Linked DNA regions of Bombyx mori: region 1 is linked to region 2. The links are chromatin contacts, called in public Hi-C maps. All regions are on one chromosome and are shown on one strand. The core of a region is the stretch at or near the end of the contact, and the rest is flanking DNA. Distances in the headings are between cores, read along the strand shown. Region 1 overlaps LOC101741103. Region 2 overlaps LOC101746611 (glutamate decarboxylase).

Evidence for each region. Hi-C and Micro-C count contacts between places; a contact is called where the count stands out from the background.
Region 1: a contact with region 2 is called in a Hi-C map of posterior silk gland, with 1.7 times the contacts expected there. The contact joins two enhancer-like sites. A contact is called at or near these places in 2 of 7 Hi-C or Micro-C datasets (posterior silk gland and whole pupa).

Annotation. Positions count from the first base shown.
Region 1 is chr2:662,421-666,049 of ASM3026992v2, reverse strand. LOC101741103 reads left to right here. Exons shown (of 7, transcript XM_038017398.2): 3 at 1,200-1,660; 4 at 3,278-3,393. Among protein-coding and RNA genes, the nearest start is that of LOC101741103, 24 kb to the left of the region's middle. Within about 2 kb of position 1,594, at least 2 of the 8 cell types and tissues checked have open chromatin away from gene starts, as enhancers often do.
Region 2 is chr2:520,814-524,483 of ASM3026992v2, reverse strand. LOC101746611 (glutamate decarboxylase) reads right to left here. Exons shown (of 15, transcript XM_004924977.5): 15 at 2,656-3,670. Among protein-coding and RNA genes, the nearest start is that of LOC101746465, 9.1 kb to the left of the region's middle. Within about 2 kb of position 2,018, at least 1 of the 8 cell types and tissues checked has open chromatin away from gene starts, as enhancers often do.

The DNA.
Region 1 (3,629 bases), core at 345-2,844, 140 kb before region 2:
GGACCTTGCTGATATTCATAACTGTCCACTTTCCAAGGAAATAAAGAAACGAAACACTTCTTAGACTAGCCCGTAATTGACATTGACATTTACTTCACCAGCGCAAGCTAGGCAGTAAAAGGTACCCAGTCGCTCAATAATCTCTACTAGAGGTCCCGCAGTAGTCGAAATTCGACTATAATTAATTGGAATTGTAAGTTTATACACTCTTATGATTGTATTTTTTACTTCTATAATCACAAATTTCGCCAAGACTACACTATAAAAATATTAACAAAGACAAACAATATTTAATCTATTCTCAATTTGACAACAGACGTCTTGACGTTTGAAAATTTTTTGAATTTTTTTTGTTCTTGAACAAAAAATTTTGACTATAAATAGTATGCATGCGTGTGTGCGTTAAATACATGGTATGTAGTGTGTGTAATGTTCTTTTTAATCATTTAATGTATCTTTTATACATTATTTAAAAAAAAAATTAGCATTGTGCACTTCTTCTCTATATTCTCTATAAGTGTGGAAAATTTCATACTCCTCCGTCCGCGCAATTTTCGTAAAAAGGGATACAAAGTTTTTGCTTCACGTAATAATATATAGATAATCTCTATCTAAGGGATCTAGTATGTGGTATGCTGCAGTGGATGCTAGATTTTCCATCAAATATACTATATATAATGGTGGTAGGACCTCTTGAGAGTCCGCGCGGGTAGGTACCACCACCCTACTTATTTCTGCCGTGAAGCAGTAATGCTTTTCGGTTTGAAGGGTGGGGCAGCCGTTGTAAAGATACCTGAGAACTTAGAACTTATATCTCAAGGTGGGTGGCGCATTTACATTGTAGATGTCTATGGGCTCCAGTAACCATTTAACACCAGGCAGCTCACAGCTTGTCAAACCATCTAAGCAATAAAAAAAATAAGAAAAATATACTTCCATGTAAAAGTCGCAAGAACGACTTGGTTTTATAGTCCCACAGCCTTATCCTGCTATTACTTTCAAATGCACACACGAGGATCGCTAGATCCTTAGTAGAGAAGCATTATTTTATTATAATAGAGGAAGCTTTAGGACATTGAGGATCAGGAAGGAGTTTCTTAGTAAAAACAGTTTAATAAGTTCTTACCACGAGCACGTATTCAAAAAAATTGAAAATTTTTAAATTTATGAGTTGAGCATAAAATATCTTGCCTTTTCAGATCCCTGGAAGGGAAGAAACATGAAAGTGGCGGGATCGACAGCATCACCATCTCAACCGGGGGCGAAAAGAAGAAAATGAAAAAGAAAAAGCCGAAACCGCCCAAGATCCACCTCCTCCATCCCATAATGATGAAGAAACAAGAGAAAGGTCGCGAAGCTCGAGTCCAGAGCTGGGTGATTGGGGAGAGGAATCTTGACACGACCGACGACTTTGATTTGACCCAATCAGACCCGACATCGCCCCAAACAGACCCAGTACAGTCCCACCCAAATCTACCTCAAATTGAGAACTTGACTGAAACGGACTCATTTGAAATGGCTGATGGTAGCTTCAGGCAAGGCAGGGGGGTGATAGCCGACATATGGTCCATGGGAGCGGACGCTATCGACTCTGTGGCTGAGCATGCTATCCAGGATGAGGACTTAGAGAATGGAGTCACTGATAAGAGTTCGCCGCCAGGTTGGTGAAGGGTGGAATGTGTGTAATAGAATTTTCTAGGTTTCGTGTTTCGACCGTTGAGACCCTGAGAGCTTCAAGGACCCGTGGAGGAACTCCTGAAGAGTCATTTTTTTTCCTACCTAGCTGAGAGCCTTGAGAGGCTATTTCAGCATAACCTTAACAAGTAGGTGAGCTTACGGGGCTCAAACCTGACGACGTTGCTAACACGAACCCTAGCAAGAGCCGTGCTTCGCAGAAACTGTTGGTAGGACCTCTTGTGATTCCGCACGGGTAGGTACCACCACCCTGCCTATTTCTACCGTGCAGCAGTAATGCGTTTCGGTTTGAAGGGTGGGGTAGCCGTTGTAACTATACTGAGAACTTAGAACTTATATCTCAAGGTGGGTGGCGCATTTACGTTGTAGATGTCTATGGGCTCCAGTAACCACTTAACACCAGGTGGGCTGTGAGCGCGTCCAACCATCTAAGCAATAAAAAAAAAACCTACCACCGGATCTGAAGCGCGACCCACTGAGAAGATCCGGCGAGAAACTCAGTGGGTCATGTCTATGGGTTAATTTACTAGTTCGACGAGAACGATGACCGGTGCTTGAGGCACCTAAAAGCACCGTTAGTGGATCGGGAGGATCCGAAATGACGGGTTTTGGGTGACGTCGACTGCTTTCCACTCTGTCCGCAGGATCGGGAATGTGCAGAGTCAGATAATCTTTTACCAGATCAATTATTTATTCCCGAGTGAATTTTGTATGTTATTTGACATACAATTCTTTTCAGTGACATGTTTAAGCCCTTTGATACGTTGTTAAAGTTAACTATATTTTCGTTTTTCCATTTCAATTTTAATTTTAATATCTCGCTTCTGTTCTTTAGGTGAAGAAATATTTTGGTAAAAACTTTTTTTAGCGTTTATTTTGAGTATGCAATGCATGGATAGTTTGTGTTTGGACTATTTATATGACTAGTGGGTTAGTTGCATGCGTGTCTCTTAGTCAAGAAGCTACAGGTTCGTTGCACGGACGCTCTTTGAGGTCATCATGAATAATGTTTGTCAACACATTGGCATGTCAATACAACACGCATGCTAGTAGCAATATTAATAGAATCCACAAAAACGTGTCCTTTTCAGACAGATTACTAAAGGACATTGTCATAGCAACATGAACCTTACCTTACACATCATTTAAGGTTGAATTCTCATTTGTATGTTGCGACTGCTACCAAACAGTAAAGCATCACTGTTGGCGAAGAACCTCACCGACGGCATCTGTCCGTGGGCCACACTCGCCAATAAAACCAGTACCTTCTTGTACTATCCTCCTCCGTGCGTCGTATTCCTCAGTTCTGAGGGTCGTGACCTTTACTGAGCACTTTTGTTAGGACTATGTTCCTCCATTCACTTTTGTCCTCCGCGCACTGGATAGCGACATTGATGCTGGATTCCAAAGTCGTCTTAATCTGATCGGACCAGCGCATGGGACTACGTCCCCTAGGCCTCTTTCCTTCCACTTTGCCGGTAATTGAGAAGTCTTTCGAGGTTGTCACCCTTTTACCTCGCAACAACTACTATACGTTTCTTGCACTATATAGTTACCTAATTCTTCCAAACAATAACTTTAGAACAGAGAGGCAAGAAGAAGAAAAAGAAGAAAGCGATCCTCAAACTACTGATACTCGGCGCCGTCCTCAAGGCTAAGATCGGTACTCTGCTGCAGATCCTGTCCTTCAAGCTCCAGGTGAGTCATTATCGTGCTGCAGTGCTCGTCATCGCGTGTCCCCCCTCCGTCCCCCATCTCGGCCCCCCGGGGACCGCGGCTAGGGGCGGGCTGTCTGTTTGCTAACTATCAGCACGCCACTTCACCATCGTATATTGTAAGCTATGAATTTTAACGTATTGTCTTGGTATATTGTATTTAGGAAGAAATATAATCTAACTAGCTGTACCCGTCCACTTCGCTAGGCATTTAAAATT
Region 2 (3,670 bases), core at 769-3,268:
CTTAATAGGTAGCGGCGGTGCTAGTATCAATGTCTAAAGAGAGAGGCAATTAGATCTAAAAGTTCGTGTATTTACGGATCCCCCGATTGACTTAGACTGCTGCAGCTGTGACATTTGGAGCTAGTATAAGTAACACTGGCAGTATAACATCGACACGCTGAGGTTCTCGCCGGATCTTCCTATTGGGTCGCGATAGCGATCCAGTAGCAGAGGTATTCGCGAAGCCATTGCGCTCGATCAGAAGATCTTCCTCGGGCGCTCGGGAGGCTATTAACCAGTCCTATGCCTCCTGGCTGAGCCCATGCTCAGCTACCTGTCCTAGTGAAACCGCAGGATTCGAACACCGTTGCATCGCTCAATACGAGCATAGTTGCCTTCCAATAGTTTAAGCACAATAGTCGCTCTCTTCTCCACAATAGTTCCTCTTACCCTAAAAAAAAAAGAAGATATATAAGCCCTTAATAAGGCCTGCCGTCTTGTATGGATCAGCTTGTTGGACCACTAAAGTGGCGTATGAAAGGCGATTACATGCAGCAGAGATGCGAATGTTGCGATGGATGTGTGGAGTAACGAGAATGGATAGAATACAGAATGAATAGGTTAGAGGAAGTCTGAAAGTGGCACCTGTGACAGAGAAGCTAAGAAGTGCGCGTTTGGGATGGTATGGACATGTGATGAGACGAAATGAGAATGAGGTTGGTAAGAGAGTGTTAACTATGAATGTGGAAGGATATAGAGGAAGAGGTAGACCTAAGAAGAAATAGAGGGATTGCGTGAAAGACGGTAAGAGGGGAGTGAGCGAAGAAATGGTATATGATAGAAGAGTATGGAAGGAGAAAACATGTTGCGCCGACCCCAGGTGACTGGGAGAAGGGCAGGATAATGATGATGATGAGTCGCTCTCTCCGTTAATATTTAAGATAGATCTAGGGCAGGTACTAAATAAATACTTTTGATTTTTCAGGGCTATCTGGATCAATATTTACATTCTATTAGTCAAGTCAAAATCTTAGGTTTGGAATGTAACGACAGTCATTATGTCACCGCCAAAAAACGCCAAACGAAATACCACGAGAGTTCGTCAGAGCATGTAAAGTTTATTAAACACACAATAACTAATGAATCTCATACACATATTAGTCAGTTTTTAAAAGATAATTTCCCTAGTGAAGCGAATTTTTGCATAGCTGGGTTGCACGCGTGCGCTGATTTGACAGTTGACGCAATTGATACTTTCGTTAAAATGGCCGACGCACATTTAATTATTATTATGCCCTGTTGTTACCATAAAATGTCACAGAAAGAAGGAAATTTCATTAATTTTCCGTTAAGTTATTGTCTTAATTATATTTACAAAGATTATAAAAACACTGTGCGTTTTAATGTTCCATTTTTAAGATTGGCAGCACAGCCAACGAGTTGTGGAGATAATATGTCTGATTTGGTTTTTAATATGTTGGCCAGAGCTGTATTGCAGTCATACGCAGCTAAACGTAAGTTAATTTATTTTTAAATACCCCCCTTTTTAACCATTTAAATTTAATCTCTGTGATCTTAAAGTGTATACCTGAGAAGTTGGGGACCATCAGGAGACCGGAAATTAGCACACTTAGTGAACGACAGTCACAACCCAAAAATTCTAATGTTCTCAACATAGCGACGGTTCACAAATGGCAGCCCGCGCAAATAAGATAAATCATATTTTTTAAATTAATACTACTACATATGACAGTGTGTGATGATATTAAATCGATACTTCTGAGTAAATAATAATTTAAAAGTAAATTAGTTTTCTAAAACAGCGCTTTTACCAACCTTCGGATTAGTTTACTATTTCCAATATGTCAATTTGTTCGGATAATATGTGTAAATTTTTTTTACAGACAATTGCAAGGTTAAAAGAAAAAGACGAAAAGCCGTCAAAGTAAAAACAATGAACAATAATTTTGAGTCCTACGTTCAAAACGCCGTAACAGATGGTTTCCGTTTAGAAAAAAACGAGTCCAATTCGCCAAATAAAGCTGAAAGCATCATTTTTGACAACAACGAGCTGCTGTCAATGTGGCAGGAGCTATCAGATTTGACGTTAAAAAAGGCGGGAATTTTGATCAAAATGCAAAACGCCATGCAGCCAGTGCTCGAGAATTTTGTACTCTACGATAGAATTGTTTATTTGAAAGAAAAGGGTGTGGTCAAATGTAAATTTAAGAAAATATTTGATGAAAAGCTTTCACCTCGATGCTTAGCATTGATAGCTTATAAATCATAAATAAAAATAATGTTTTTATTATTATTCCAAGATGTTATATTTTTTTTATTTTTTTTATTGCCTTTTTAGGCAGACTAGCATACGGTCCACCTGATGGTGAGTGGTTACCATCGCCCATGGACTTCAGCAATGCCAGGGGCAGACAAGCCGCTGCCTACCAAGCCAAGCCGCTGTTATTTCTTCATCTACTCATCCGGATTTTACCCAGTTCTAAAGCTGCATTACGAGTCCGTAGTAAAGTTATAGCGATATAAAGGAGCCAATGAGGCTTATTTAAATTAAAAAAAATCTATTTGATTTTATTCATTTTACCCATTCTCTTTCGATATATCGATCCGCTTATCAATTGAAACAAGATTCTTATCACGAGACAAATAAAACACGGATTAACAACAATACAATTTTATTGGTTATACACATTATATCTTTACATACAGCAACAATTACGATAATATCATTACAAGAATGCTCAAAAACTGCAAGTTAACCTTTTCTAAACACTAAACAATCTAACAGTCCTACATAATTAATTACACGTTCAACTAAATGGTTTTTGAACACACTTAAAATGGAAGACACGTTTCGTAATTTACAATATGACATTGAAAATAGATTTTCTCTTTTAAACATAAACATAGAAGCGCATTCATTGAACATTTAAAATTTAATTTTAAATTAAATAACAATATTTCTAAGATTCTCGGTTATAGTAACCAAGCAAAGATAATACGTAATAAAGCTTTTAGCTCAAATCAATTATGTAATTATTTACGACACGTTGCACAGAAGACATATTATGAGACTCATTATACTCTATCTGAGTCGACTATTATCAAAGCCGGCAATGTGACTTTTGGACAATTATTGGTAAATCATAAAAATGAATTATTGACTTTGTATTCCATTGGCAGTCACAAAACTCTTCTGAACGACATCTTAGATAAATAACAGGTTCAGTATTAACCTTTATTTAATGCAGGTTTTGAACCGCATTCTTTGAAGGAGACGATTATATTCATATCAATCTGTATTGACATATCAATAACATTTTTTTGTCCAAATGCACAGATTGCCACCTTTGATAATAGACGACTCATCTAATCTACAACCACAACATAGACCAACTACACATAACTACGTACTAAAGTTAATTGAGTATGAAAAACTTTACTAGGTGTGTTAATAATGTAAATTAAGACGCGTGTGTTAATTTTATTCTCGAGCGGCTAATGTTAAATAAAATAAATGCAATCGTTGCTATTTAAATTTACAACTTGCCGTTAGTTGAAAGAGCTTGCAACAACGAAACTAATCCATACCCGATCCTGTGGACCGAATGGTAAACAGTCAACGTCGCCCTCGACACGTCATTACGGATCCTCCCGATCCATTAACGGTGCT